Linked DNA regions of Oryctolagus cuniculus: all the other regions are linked to region 1. The links are chromatin contacts, called in public Hi-C maps. All regions are on one chromosome and are shown on one strand. The core of a region is the stretch at or near the end of the contact, and the rest is flanking DNA. Distances in the headings are between cores, read along the strand shown.

Region 1 (4,540 bases), core at 1,075-3,574:
ACCTTTTTACTTTCTTGCTTTTGTCTTCTACAAAGATGAACTTAACTGCATGGAAATTCAACTTGGCATTTTCCTTAGACAAAGTGATCTTTTAAATGGAGCCAACATTTCTTCTGGAGTATGACTCCATTTCACATAACACATCTTAAGATTGATGTTTACTAACTTGGTTGTTTAAATCATGTTCAGCGCTTGGTTACACGGGCTGTTTCTTTGTCTCTGTCTCTCCCTCTCTCTCCTTTTCCTTTGTGCTTGACACAAAAGGATGGGGACCCCAGGGTCATTTGGAAATGGATCAGTGTATTCATGTGTGAGCTTTACAACACACTGGAGCAAAGGTGTCATTAAACATTAGAAGTCATTCAATCACACCCATCTCTTCAGACAAAGTGAAGAGGAAAAAGGCTCTGTGTGGAAACTGTCCACGAAGCTTTGTGCGTTCATTTGCCCCTCGCTTCCTGGAGGGGCTGGCTCCCTTTTCTTGCCTCTCTCTCCCTCATGGGGGACGATGGAGAACAGCTTCATTTTTTTGAATCTGTCACTAGTACTCAGCTCTTCTGTAGTGCTGAAAGTAACTAAAGTAACAGATTTTTAAAAAGACATTCTAGATCTGATTCTGATTATGTTGCCTTTCCCCTTACTGAGAATTTACTGAGGGTCCATAAATAAGCATGATGGGAAAAAGGAGGACTCGACAAAAGGCAGAATCGTCTGCCTTAATAGGTTTCCAGCAGCCTCTTCTAGGTGTAAAATCTAGCAGTGAAGGAAGGGAGGTTTCGTTGTATAGCATCCTGTTTGTCCTGAAATGTAAATGGAATCTATGAGAGTTTTGAAACAGATGCCATCTGCTGGATACTTTAGATACTGTAACCAAAACTAATGTGAACCGAAAATGTATGCAACAGTATACTTAATGAACAGACTGCTAATTTGAGTAAATACTACTTCCAGGCCCCAGATAGAGTACGATCCCCCTAACTTATTGTCCATAGTAAAAAAATATTTATAATTTATGCCTAACCAGAATTAAGTCATCTTTCCCTACTCGCAAGCAATGCTAGGTCCCCTAACTCTTCATTTAGCTGACAATCATGAGAACAAGCGCCAAATAAGTTGGCTCATCTGAGAAAGGATAATTTTTGCTAAGATGCATTTGGGAGCTCTAAAAATCAAAAACAGAGGTAATAGAAGAGAAAATGAAAAAGAGAGAAAGTGTGATAAAATAGGCTTATGTCATAATAAAGGAGAAAAATATCAAATTTAAACCATATGTAAGACATCAATGCATGGTAAATGTCTATTTCTCTAAGGGACACTTTTAGCAATTGATGTCTCTGTAACACCTCCCTAACTCCCCAAACTGCTTCCTGATTGGAGGAGCCCCTCCTTTCACCTCTTTAGGGAGTGTAAATTACAGTCATATCCTAGATAACTCTGTGGGTGCTAGATCTCAGCTTTGGCTTTTCCTTTCGCTGTCTGACCAGGTTGTTTCACATTTCTCTGAACCCAGTTTCCTCATTTGTTAAAGATTCCTTAGTGAATGTTACTCTCCTGGTGAGCTACTAAAAATGTGATGTGCAAATTAGTAGTATACCCACAAATAGCAGCCCCCCAAAATATCCCCATCTAGAGTTACAACTTAGAATTAGAACACGGATAAACAAGAGTCTGTGAGGAGAATGGATGTCCATATAGGATAGGTGGAAAAATATCCTAAGAAATGAGGAGTTCCCAAATTCCAGTCTGTATCTGACTAGGCTGTCCTACAGGGATATTCCAGAGAGGAAGCAGTGACAGACCCATGCGTTGCTATAAGGGTGTTCCTTTTCTTCCTCCCAATAGAGTATAAAACACTAAAACAAACTCCAGACATTTCTTCTGTGAAGAGCTCTCCGAACAAGGACACCCAGGTTAAAGGCCTCATCTCCATGTCTGACTCACAGATACACATGTATGGCTAAAAGGAGACATGGAGCAGACAAAATACCAAACAGATGAAGAGAGAAACAAAAGATGTTCCCAAACATATTAACTGTTCTCCCACATGCCTTGCTGGTATGTTAATGTCTCGCATCAGCCACTGCTAATGAGAATGTTGCCCCTTATTTCCCTTGTAGTATATAAATGGAGTAGCATTATGTAATCACCCTAATGAGGTAATAGAAACATAAGTACACAGGAAAATTTGATAGGGTTTTCTCCTAATTCATCCTCTGCTGTGTTGGTCACCGCCCCCCCCCCCATCCCATTAGCCCTCCCTCTCTCCCTTCAAACTCCGCTAAAATTGGCTAAGTCTCCAGTCCCAAAGGACATATTGTTGGCTATTATTTATAATCAGTCTCTCTCCTCTTGGCAGGATATGGAACAGCTGCTGGTCTATTCTCTGCCACAAAGACCAACTTCCTTCTTTTGCCCTGAATCATTGGAAGAAAGTTGAGGAGGAGCGATTTATAGTTGTGTTACAGCACCTCTGTTTTCCTTTATGTTTATTTATATTGCTGCCATTTCTGTGGGGATTGCAGATAATCAAGATCACTCTAGTATAGAATTTTCATTTGGGGAGGCTCTAGTGGCATTTGACAGCATTTTTCTTCATTGAGTCAGATATTGTAGGACTCCAGGCTAGAGGAAGTGGTGAACATTTCTTCTGTGAGATTGTGAGAATCACTGCTCTTTTTTTTTTTTTTTTTTAATGAACTGATGAATGTGTTCTATGTTACATGAACAATAAATGACTTTGAATTTCTCAGGGAAGACACCTTGTCTTCCAGCAACTTTTTTGGTTCTTAAGACTTAGCACAATACTTGCTCAGTCAGTGTTTGGTGAATGAACTAAGTGGAGTGCAGAAAGGAGTTCAGTTTTGTTTTCTTTTTTCTGTTAGCTATCAAATATGCATTTCTTACCCCCAATCCGAGGCCAGTCAAGCCTCATTGTCTGCGGTGAGTCCTTCTTCTGAGATCTTTGGCTTTGGTTAGATTATTTTTGACTCTAGAATTTTTTCCGAGGCAAAGGAGCAAGGAACTCATTGTTCCACAATCTGACCTCCAGCAAAATAGTGAATAGGAGCTGGAGCTTCAAAGAGAGAGACCCAAGCAGCTGAAAGTAGGTATGGAGAGTAATTCTCTGTTCTTCTAGGGCTTGAGGGAAACTTGCAAAGTGTAAAATTGGTCTAAGGCTCTAGACCCAGAGATGATCTAAACGGTTTTGACTCCAGGTCATCAATGTGACATGAGACAAGACAGTCTCTGATTGACAGTAAGGAGTCACAGTCCAACATTCACGTATCTCACTCTGACAAGTGTTTGCAACCAAGATAGGTTGGCTGCTGGGCAAGGCCATCTTTAGTAAAGACTGGGCAGGAGCAGAATGGAGTAGTTAAGTGTGGTAAACAGGAGATTAACTCCTAACTCCCTTATGGATTTCTGTACTAACCTATCTTGGAAACCTGTAATAAGGGCTAATTTCCTCCGTGGCTGACACAAACTCCTTCCTAGAGGAGTAAAAATTGGAGATCTGACAGTTTCCATGTGGTAAGTGCCACTTGCTAAGGATTCTTAAGGCATTTTCAAATTTCCGAGTTTGTGTTCCTAAATGTGTCAAACATATCATGATGGATCCATTCCCTATATTTCCTCTAATACCTCCATAGCCCACCCGGTGAACACTTAACAAATGTTCTTGACCAATACACAAAGAATGTATATGATTGAAAAAATACCAGGGGCTAGAGCCACTAAGATCTCAGCTTTTCCAATAGTTTTCAGTATTTTGCAAGCTATGTGGGAAGAAAGAATAATAAGAGCTGTGGTTTATTGAGAGCTCATTGCATGACAAGCACAGTTCTGGTCACTTTACACACATTGTTTTATTTCATCTCAGAATCTGGTTTCTAAAAGGAATCACTGGAGACGTAAAATGCCACAGTCTCACTTCTGCCTACTTGTGAGTCAGGCCCGTCATCACTGGAAAAGGAAACTCATTGAGTTGGAGAGTAGCTCAAGTCTTCTCTGTGAAAGGAAAAGTACAGGACTGATATGCAGTTAGATGCAGGTAAACTTTGTTCTTTTTCTGCCCTTTGCCTAGCTCCTGGGTTCTACTGATACCTCTGGAGTAGTTGCTTGTTAACTCATATTTTAACAGGTGGGCTTTCCAACATTGAGGGAGATGGGAAAGTGGAGGCAGAAGTGTCTCTGTATAAATTGCTGAAAGAAGTTCTTGGAATGAAGCTCTGTGAAGGTGCACGTCATGCTAAAGGGCATGTGATCTGGAACCAGACTGCCTGAGTTCAGTATAGCTTTGATGCAGTCCTGTGTCTCAATGTTATTGTCTGTAAGATGTGTAGATTAATGCTTAACTCATATAACTCTTGTTAAGGACATGTACCATGCTTAACATAGTACCTAATATTTAATAAATATTGACAACTTTATTCATCATTATTCCAAATAATCCATATATATTTCTTTTCCTCCCACAGATATATGATCTAATTAAGAGAAAGGATCTTATATATTTTGTTATCTAGGACAATTACTGGCA
Region 2 (4,540 bases), core at 788-3,287, 340 kb before region 1:
ATTCTTCTGTTTGGCCTTGTGCTCTTCTGATGATTTCACTGTCAGTTAACACTTCATAGCCTGGTTCAGTACTGTCTATTTCAAACCATTTTTCAAGGTTCTCAGTTGTCATATTTTCCAAGCCTTTGGTGTGTTGTAAAATGGTGGCCACAGTAGCCACAGAAATATCTTGTTCATCAAAGTCCAAGCCTTCCTTCTCCTCTATGACAGGGAGAATCTGCTTCCACGCTCTGCTGATGCTAACTGGTTTTACTAAGTTCCATGCCATTGCTATTTCATAAAGTGCATCCAGCAGAGTTAGCTTCTTCCAGAACGACTTCAGGTCGTTGCCTTCTTCCAAGTTGTTCTGGAGAAGGCCTGCACGATAGTTTCTCTTCATTGTTGAGATGACCCCCTGATCTAAGGGCTGAATCAATGACGCCACATTAGGTGGTAAATATTTAGCAAATATTTGGCCATCGTCTGATCTCAAAACATTTTCATTTGGATGTGTTGGTGAATTATCCAACAAAAGCACAGCCTTTTCCTGCAATCCTTTGGATCTTAAGTACTCTCGAACTTGTGGAACAAAAATCTTGTCAAACCACTGTCGGAAAATGGAAAGATCCATCCATGCACCTTTTTGGCTGAAGTAAGAGACTGGCAGATTTAAGGTATCAGTCGACTTGAAGGAGCGAGGCTTCTTTGCTTTCCCCACAACACAAAGTTTAAGTTTGTGTAAACCCGTCGCATTGGCACAACACATGATGGTGACTCTTTCTTCAATTGATTTCTGTCCTGAGATGGCACCTTTACCTTTGATTACAGAAGTCCTGGAAGGTAGGCACTTCCAAAAGAGTCCAGTTTCATCTGCATTGTAGATTTGTTCAGGCTGCAAATTCTCTCGTTCAATAAAATCTCGAAAGTTGTTACAAAAATCTTCCACCGCAGTCTCATCTCCATTTAATCTTTCATTTCTAATGTTAATCTCTCTGATGCTGTGCCGCTGCTTAAAACGAGTTAACCAACCAGCAGAGGGGTTAAAATCACCATCCATTCCCAAAGCATAAAAGAAAAACTCTGCCCTTTTTGCACAAATTGGTCCAGATATGGGATTCCCTTTTGCTCTTTGCTGGTTGAACCACTCCAGCATTGCTTTGTCTAGTTCCTCATACATGGATGGCTTCATCGATTTCCTCTTGGCCAGAAGACTCGTGGAATCAGAACTGCTTGCATAAGTTATAATCTTTTCCTTATTTTTTCTTATATCTCGAACTGTTGTTTCACCAATGCCATAAATCACTGCCAGTTGTTTGGAAGAACCCCCGTCTTCAAGTTTCTTTATTATATCAAGTTTATCCTTAATGGTCAGCACCACACGCTTGCGTTTCCCTGACATTCTGAGGCTGATTCACCCACACTCACCCTGTAACAATCCACAAAATCCTTCCTTTTCTTCGACAGAGTCACTTTAACAAGTCTTACACAGTCTTTTACACCTCACCGGCAACGTGACGGCCCCGACCCCCTCCCCCGTGGGGGTCTCTTCTGGCTGGCAGGGGGCAGCAAAGGAAGAGGAAGTTTGGATAGGCCTTTAACTTAGACGGACAGCAAAGGAGGCCCTGGGTCACCGCGGATAATCCGGATTACAGACATGTGTCGGGTTACCCCGAAAGCCACGAGGAAGACTAGAAGAACCCCATCGTGGCTACGAATCTCCTTCACATCCAGACCCGGAGGAAAGTCCCGTCGGTAACCCTCGCCACACCCCAAAGTTAAGCAAAGAGCGGAAGAGCCGGAGTCGAGGACGGGCCCCCTTCCCCGGGGAGCGATTACGTTTGATTCCTGCCCTTGCAGACAGGCCCTCCCGCCGCGCAGGCCCGCTTTCCCGGGTCCGGCTGAGCCAGCACAGCCCTCCCGGTCCCGCACAGCCCGCCGGGCCCCGCTCCCACCTCAGTTGCAACCAGGACCCCGCAACTGCTCCCTGACTACCGCGCGGCAGCAGCTCCTCCCCCAGCGCACGCTCCCGGAAGACGCCCCCTCCCGCCGCCCGGCTCCTCCCCTCTCCCCACCCAGAGGCGGGACTTCCCTTAGTCCCCGGAAGGAGGAGGAGCGTCGTGTGTTATAAATGGATGCAGTGCGCGGAAGCGGAGATGGAGGCGGGGACCTAGGCGATGGAGTTTTGTAAGGTGAGGACGCGAGGGCGGGGCGAGGCCAGGTACAGGTGGCGACTCGCTCTGGCTCCTGCTGCTAATTGCTTATTAAAAGGGGCGGGGAAGCTGAGCCCCCAGGCAGGTCCGGCGAAAGATACCCGCGAGCGGTGTCGTGGTGGGCTGGACAGGGACCCTCAGCCCATTGCAACAGCATTTCTCTTCCTGCAGAACTGCGGAGCTGCCGAGGGAGGGGGTGACCTCGTGGGTGTCTGGCCTTCGCACACACTTGTTTGTTTTGCGGGTACACAGCCGCTTCTGGGCCTGGGGGCCTCTGGGCTCCGGTGCACGTCTTTGGGAGGTTGTATTCGCGGGTGCGTTTCCTGGCGACGGCGCCTCGCCCTGCTGTAGGCACAGTGACTGGCGAGTGGGCGGGCAGAAAGCCCTGGGCGCCTGCTCCCCCGCCTAACAGCCAGGTTTGTAAACGTGCGAGTGGCGCCCGTGCACTCTCCTCCGCCTGCCGCTCCTTCCTGCAGGATTGAGGGAATGAGCCGTTGTCGGTTTTACCTGCGGTGAAGAATGTCGTGGCTGGATCTCCCCTCAGAAACTGCGGACCTGGATTTTCAGTGGGGGCAGTTGGCTTTCCTTTCTTTATAGGTTTCTTATTTTCCTAGTTTCTGTTCCGTGTTGCGCTGTCGTTTTTTTCCAGCCAGTGGAAGGACTATAATCAATTTATTCACAGCGGTATAATAGGAATTTGAGTATACACATACAGAGGAGCCCTCTGATTGTCAACCATGCCGTCTTGTTTTGGGTGTCCCTCGTAAAATTTCATCAGATGTAAGCTCCTTGGGAGCGGAGACCATGTTTATTTTTTCTAGTAACGCCATAGCTCCAAGCATGTGCTGGCTTTGTGGTAGACATTCAGTGAATTATTTCTTTGGTTTATTAATGCCTCTCCAAACTGCTGTCTGGAAGAAAACATCAAGGGGGGGTGATGTTTTACAAATAAGAGGACATCTCTTCTAGTGGGATTTCAAAAACATGGTCTGGGGTTCCTCTGCCATTCAAATCTTGGAACTATAAACTACCACTTACCTTGGGCAAAGTAGGATATTTCTAGAATGGATTTTATGAGTGTTGAAAGGCCAACAGAGAATACACCAAAACACTGGAATAAAAGAAAAGCTTTGTTGTCGGTAGCTGACATGCTCTCTCTCCATGAGCTAGAGAGCAGCAGCCCATGGTTACATACTGTAGCCCTGTAGAGAGAAGCAAGTGGGAGCAACAGATTATGTTAGGGTAGGGGGTAGAACTAATACTCGTGAATGGGTCGTCTAAACATCACCTGACTTCTGGTAAACCAGGCCCAATTCCAGGAAACAGAAACCTATCTCCAAGAAACCCAGACTTGTCTTGCAAGAAGGCACCTAGGATAAGATGACATCAGTCTTGCCAATAAGTATGAATTAGCCTCAAACTCTAAAAGGGAATTCCTGATGAAAAATTGAGTGCCACTGTCAAATTACCTTTTAGTTGCATAAAGAACACAAAGAAAATGGATTTTGACTTTTCACCTAGTTTGTAAACAACATAGCTGTGTATGTGTGTTTTATGTGATATTAACCATGATGCACAAAGATGTGATAGTATTGATTTCATCCACTTATTTAATGCTTTCTGTTTGGAGTCTCTGTTTTTCTCTTTGCCTAAAGGGCACGTATCATTACAGAAGCTTGTTAAGATTCTCATTTCAAGAAGTTGAGTGTGTATTCAGCATATGAAGAAATTGCATCCATTTGCATGGAGCCTTTATTTGAGTGAATTCTGAAGACCCAAGATGCCTTACCCATTAACCTAGCTTTACTTTCTCATTTCTCTCCCCAGGTTCACTTAACAATTTCCCCTTTGTGGCCATTCTTCTCGCCCCAGCCAATATTGTAAAGCTATCCACAATTTGAAAAGAGGAGCCAACCATATACAAATTATCTTTATTTTTATTTATTTATTTATTTATTTGTTTATTTTGACAGGCAGAGTGAACAGTGAGAGAAAGAGAGACAGAGAGAAAGATCTTCCTTTTCCGTTGGTTCACCCCCCGAATGGCTGCTGCGGCCCGCACATTGTGCTGATCCGAAGCCAGGAGCCAGGTGCTTCCCCTGGTTTCCCATGTGGGTGCAGGGCCCAAGGACTTGGGCCATTCTCCACTGCCTTCCCGGGCCACAGCAGAGAGCTGGACTGGAAGAGAAGCAAGCAGGACAGAATCCGGCGCCCCGACTGGGACTAGAACCAGGGGTGCTGGCGCCGCAGGTGGAGGATTAGCCTATTGAGCCACGGCGCTGGCCTATCTTTATTTTTCAATAACATTGTTTTACCTTATTGATGTGACAGTTTAGAGATAGGAGAGAGAT
Region 3 (4,540 bases), core at 1,312-3,811, 290 kb before region 1:
TGCTTGGGTCCCTGCTACCCATGTGGGAAACCTGGATGAAGTTCCAGGCTCTTGGCTTCAGCCTGCCCTACCCCCTGCTGACATGGAGTGAACCAGCAAATGGAAGATCTGTCTCTAACTCTGCCTTTCAAATAAATGAATAAATCTTAAAATTCATAGGAATATACAGAAATTTTAGGTTTATGAAAGAGAACAAGACCATAAGAAAAGGGGAAAGAAGTGTTTAAAGGCAATTGGATGTCCCATGTCCATGCCCCCTCTCCTACTTATATTCAGATGAGTTGTTTTATCCACCTCTCAACATTCCTTGGGGGTGACAAGTATTATAGGGCTTTTTTAGACTCCGGAGTATTGATTGAGAGAGTTGCAGCCTTGGAGCTGCTCTGCTTTGGGGGCAGTCTGGCCTCCCTAAACTACTTTCACAGTTGATAATTGAGGCAGCAGCCCAGTGGTTAAGAGAGGGTAGGTTTGAAGTCATTTGAGTTTGAATTTTGATCTGTTAATTCCGAGTTCCATAAACTGGAGCAAGTGGTTTCCTCATTTTTAAATGGGTTTAATAATACCTGATTTTTTAGGATTAAGAAGGTCACGCAGAGTGCCATACCTGAAGCAGTGACTTTTAGATAAATAGTAATTGCTGTGAATTGAAAAGGATGTTGCAGATGCTGATGTCAACTTTAAACAGCTGCATAAAGTCCAATGAACACTCCCAAGAACTGTCCTATAGCTCTGGAATATTATGTGAAAATGAACTACTTGCCACATTTTTAGGATATGTCCGTGTTGGCATAAAAATCAAAAAGTTTATTTCATTTAGGAATACTGATTTCACCAAGGACTCATTAATCAAAACCCATGGTACTTACAGAGTGAACATTAAGTTTTAATTTCTTCTTTTATCAGACTTTATTGTGGAATGTAAACACAAGCAGTTGTGGAAAGAAGATATTTAATGAACACAACTGTTAGCACATTGCGATAGTTCAAATTTTGCACGTATAGCAAGGAGATGTCTGTCTCTCTTCATGTGAGTAGTTACAACTTCAGAGCATATTGCAATGAAAAGTTACAAAGATACATTCCAACAGAGTCCACTTGTCCCTATTTCCCATCTAACATTCCAGAGGTGGTGAAAATAAAATGGACCAAAGTAGGCCAACCGATAGAGAACTGAAACTGTGTGCCTTGATTTTGCCCATTCATTTCCATCTGCACCCCAGTTTGAAGTGGGACCATCTTACTGCAATGCTAGAGTTGGTTTAAATTAATGGGGCTCTGTGGCATGGGACCTCAAATCCAAATGACTTCAAAGTTAGGATACTCAGAATATTTTTGGTTCTAGCTAGTCTAATACCATGCTCACCTGAATGTACTCTCCCTAACTAACAAGGACAAGTAGAATCCACTGTAAGTCTTGGTGTTTTAAAGATGGGAGAGGGCCAGATAATGATCTATGCAAGAGATCTGTGCGCTTTGTGTTATGAAACTGCTTGAACCAAGCAGCTGAATGATAATATTCCTCATACCTTTATTTTGGCTTGTCACAGTCAACTTGCCTTTTCAAATAAAAACCTTTTTTTAAAAAGATTTTTTTATTTGAAAGGCAGAGTTACAGAGAGGTAGAGACAGAGAGAGAGGTCTTCCATCTGCTGGTTCACTCCCCAGATGGCCACAATGCCCAGAGCATGGCGAATATGAAGCCAGGAACCAGAAGCAGCTTATGGGCTTCCCACACAGGTGCAGGGGCCCAAGGACTTGGGCCATCTTCTGCTTTTCCCAGGCCATAGCAGAGAGCTGGATCAGAAGTGGAGCAGGCAGGACTTGAACTGGCACTGCCCACAGGGGATGTCGGCACAGCAGCAGCGGCTTTACCTGCTATGCCACAGCGCTGGCCCCAGAAAAATCTATTTTTTGTTTTTCCCTCCCTAGAACTGGTATTGCCGATTTCATCATCCTCAAAAGTTATTCATCCCTACTGATTTGCTTGTGATCACCCAGATGGGCTTCTGCAGAGACACGACCAAGGGCAGGCCGGTCCACCCCACACCTGCCCGCCCTTTAGGAAACAACAGTGTGGTTGCCCCTCCTCTCCGCGTGTCCCCCTCCCCCAAGGAAGCGCACAGCCAGGTCTTCCTTATTATATGAAATGAGCGCTTCCTCAGTGCTCTGCCAGCTCTCGCTAGGGTGCTCGGTGGTGTCATTCTCAGCATATTGAAAAATGAAAATGATATCCTCAGGGGGGCGTCACGTAGGTCTGAAAGGGAAAACACATTCCCTGAACGGGAATTCCTTAGACATTGAGGGCTGGCGAAGTAGTTGCGTGGAGGCTGGGGAATTTCCCCCGTGCCCCCACTCCTCCTTCCCCGAGCGTGAGGCGGAGCAGAGCGCCGGCTGCGCGAGTCGCAGGCTCCGGGATTTACCTCTTCAGCCACTGGGAGGCCCTCTGCGCTCCCCTTTCCCCGGTGCCGGGCGGCGATCGCTCCCTGGCGCAGTGGCACCCGCCTTCCACCAGGGAGCCTCGAGCGAGCGCTCCCGCCCTCCCCCCGCCCCCCGCCCCCCCATCTGCAGCTTGCTGGCTCGCTCTCTCTCCCTCTCTGTCTCACTCTCTCTCTTTCTCTCCCTCTCCTATCGGAGCACAATGAAAGCCTGTGTATCGCCGTGACTCCGGGCGGGAGCCAGTGTCAGCAAAGCGGCTAACAACAGACGAGAAAGAGAAAGGAATATACAAGCTACTTTTTTTGTGTTGTTTTTTTTTTTTTTTTCCACCTCTAAAGCGAAGCAATACAAGAGATAGAACCACATTGCTTATTGCGAGTCCAGACCCTCAGATCCACTGGCCGGGGATGGAATGTACAAAAGTGGACAGAAAAGTGGCTGGACATGACTCGGTGCAATTTGCTGGAAGTTTGTAAGTTGGACCATCGTTTGTAAATTACTCTCGGAAGAGTTTGTCTCTCTTGATACTGTGTTAGAATAGAGCTGGGGGTGAGGAATAGAAACCTAAGTGGGAAAGGAAAAAAAAATGTGTTGGAGGATCTCACTCAGTGGCTTGCCACTTCAGATTGCTTTGCTTTAAGGCTGGGAAACCTTAGAGGGAATGAGGATTTTACCGGTGATTGGATTAGCTGGAGAAAAACCATGGTCCAAAAGTCCAATTACTGACATTGTTAACAATTGAAAAGCTGTCTCCCGCTTTGGGGAGAAGACACCATCCTCCAGGACCCCCAAAGAGGAGCGTGCACCGGAGCAGAGGGAAAGGGAGAAAAACTAAAGCCCAAAAGACAAGGCTCGCTTGATTTGTTTGCACATTTTGAACCCTCAGAAGCCTTCTGAAACAGCACTGTTTTGTTCTGGTTTTTATTTTTTTCTTCACCCTAAGAAAAAGAAGAGGCTGCCAGTTACACAGAGTAGGGTAGAAACGTGTTTCTCTATGGAAACATCCCCATAAAGCATTCTCAGAAACAATTAGGGGAGGGGGGAACCAGCTCACCCTCTATTAATACCTCGCTCTGTTCCTTTCGCTGTCGGCTTCTGTCTCTGCCTTGACCATCCCTGAGTTCTTGCTCGAACCCCCAAATCGTGTGTTTACAAAGTACCTGGTGGCGCTTGTCAGCTCCGTCGGGGGAGGGGGGCAAAAAAAAAAAAAATCCAACTCTTTCCAACTTCTCCAGAACTGTCAGCCGCAATTAGAGTAAGTTGATCGGGGCTGGTTTCCAACTTACCCTCCCCAGCTGGTTTCTGTTCTTTCTCCCTCCCCTCTTTTGACTAACTCCCTTCCCCCACATCTTCGCCACTGCTCCCCCCCACCCCAACCCCTGAAGACCTCTATTCATGTGGCCCTGAACACTGAGCTCACACTGACAAAATCAGATTTGCCTGCCATAGTCAGCGGTAGCCCCTTTCCTCCTCACCATCCCAAGCCTTGTGTACAGTAAGATGGGGGACACAGCGCCCCCGCAGGCCCCCGCAGGAGGGCTAGGGGGGGCCTCTGGGGCGGGGCTCCTTGGAGGGGGCTCAGTCACCCCGAGAGTGCACAGTGCTATCGTGGAGCGCCTCCGGGCTCGGATCGCCGTCTGCCGCCAGCACCACTTGAGCTGCGAAGGACGCTATGAGCGTGGTAGGGCTGAGAGTTCGGATCGCGAGAGGGAGAGCACCTTGCAGCTCCTGAGCCTCGTCCAGCACGGCCAAGGGGCAAGGAAGGCTGGCAAGCACTCCAAGGCCACGACCACCGCTGCCACCACTGCGGCCGCTGCGCCGCCCTCCGCCGCCCCACCTACAGCCTCCCAAGCAGCAGCCACAGCAGCCCCGCCACCCCCACCAGACTACCACCATCACCACCAACAGCACCTGCTGAACAGTAGCACCAGTGGTGGCGGTGGTGGGATAAACGGAGAGCAGCAGCCGCCAGCCTCGGCCTCGGGGGACCAGAGGAACTCGGCCCTGATTGCGGTAAGGCACCTGGTTTTCTCATGATTCTGGTCTGTGGTCGCGTGGCCTTTGGCGAAGGTAGAGGTCGCCTTGGCCCGATGTAAAATGGACA

What was found. A called contact is a pair of places that touch in the nucleus more often than the background predicts.
Region 2: a Hi-C map of an unstated tissue shows a contact between it and region 1, with 5 times the contacts expected there. The contact joins the promoter of JRKL here to the enhancer-like site in region 1. A contact is called at or near these places in 3 of 6 Hi-C or Micro-C datasets (ear pinna, embryonic fibroblasts and an unstated tissue).
Region 3: a contact with region 1 is called in a Hi-C map of psoas muscle, with 8 times the contacts expected there. The contact joins the promoter of MAML2 here to the enhancer-like site in region 1. A contact is called at or near these places in 3 of 6 Hi-C or Micro-C datasets (ear pinna, psoas muscle and an unstated tissue).

Annotation. Positions count from the first base shown.
Region 1 is chr1:87,501,280-87,505,819 of mOryCun1.1, reverse strand. All of the region lies in intron 2 of MAML2 (mastermind like transcriptional coactivator 2), which reads left to right. Among named protein-coding and RNA genes, the nearest start is that of MTMR2, 140 kb to the right of the region's middle. Within about 2 kb of position 2,324, at least 1 of the 8 cell types and tissues checked has an H3K27ac peak or open chromatin away from gene starts, as enhancers often do.
Region 2 is chr1:87,841,527-87,846,066 of mOryCun1.1, reverse strand. It overlaps JRKL (JRK like), which reads right to left and starts at 2,037. Exons shown (of 1, transcript XM_008262328.4): 1 at 1-2,037. The coding sequence starts at 1,378. CCDC82 (coiled-coil domain containing 82) reads left to right here and starts at 2,049. Exons shown (of 10, transcript XR_011390282.1): 1 at 2,049-2,168.
Region 3 is chr1:87,788,783-87,793,322 of mOryCun1.1, reverse strand. MAML2 (mastermind like transcriptional coactivator 2) reads left to right here and starts at 2,561. Exons shown (of 5, transcript XM_002708435.5): 1 at 2,561-4,449. The coding sequence starts at 3,937.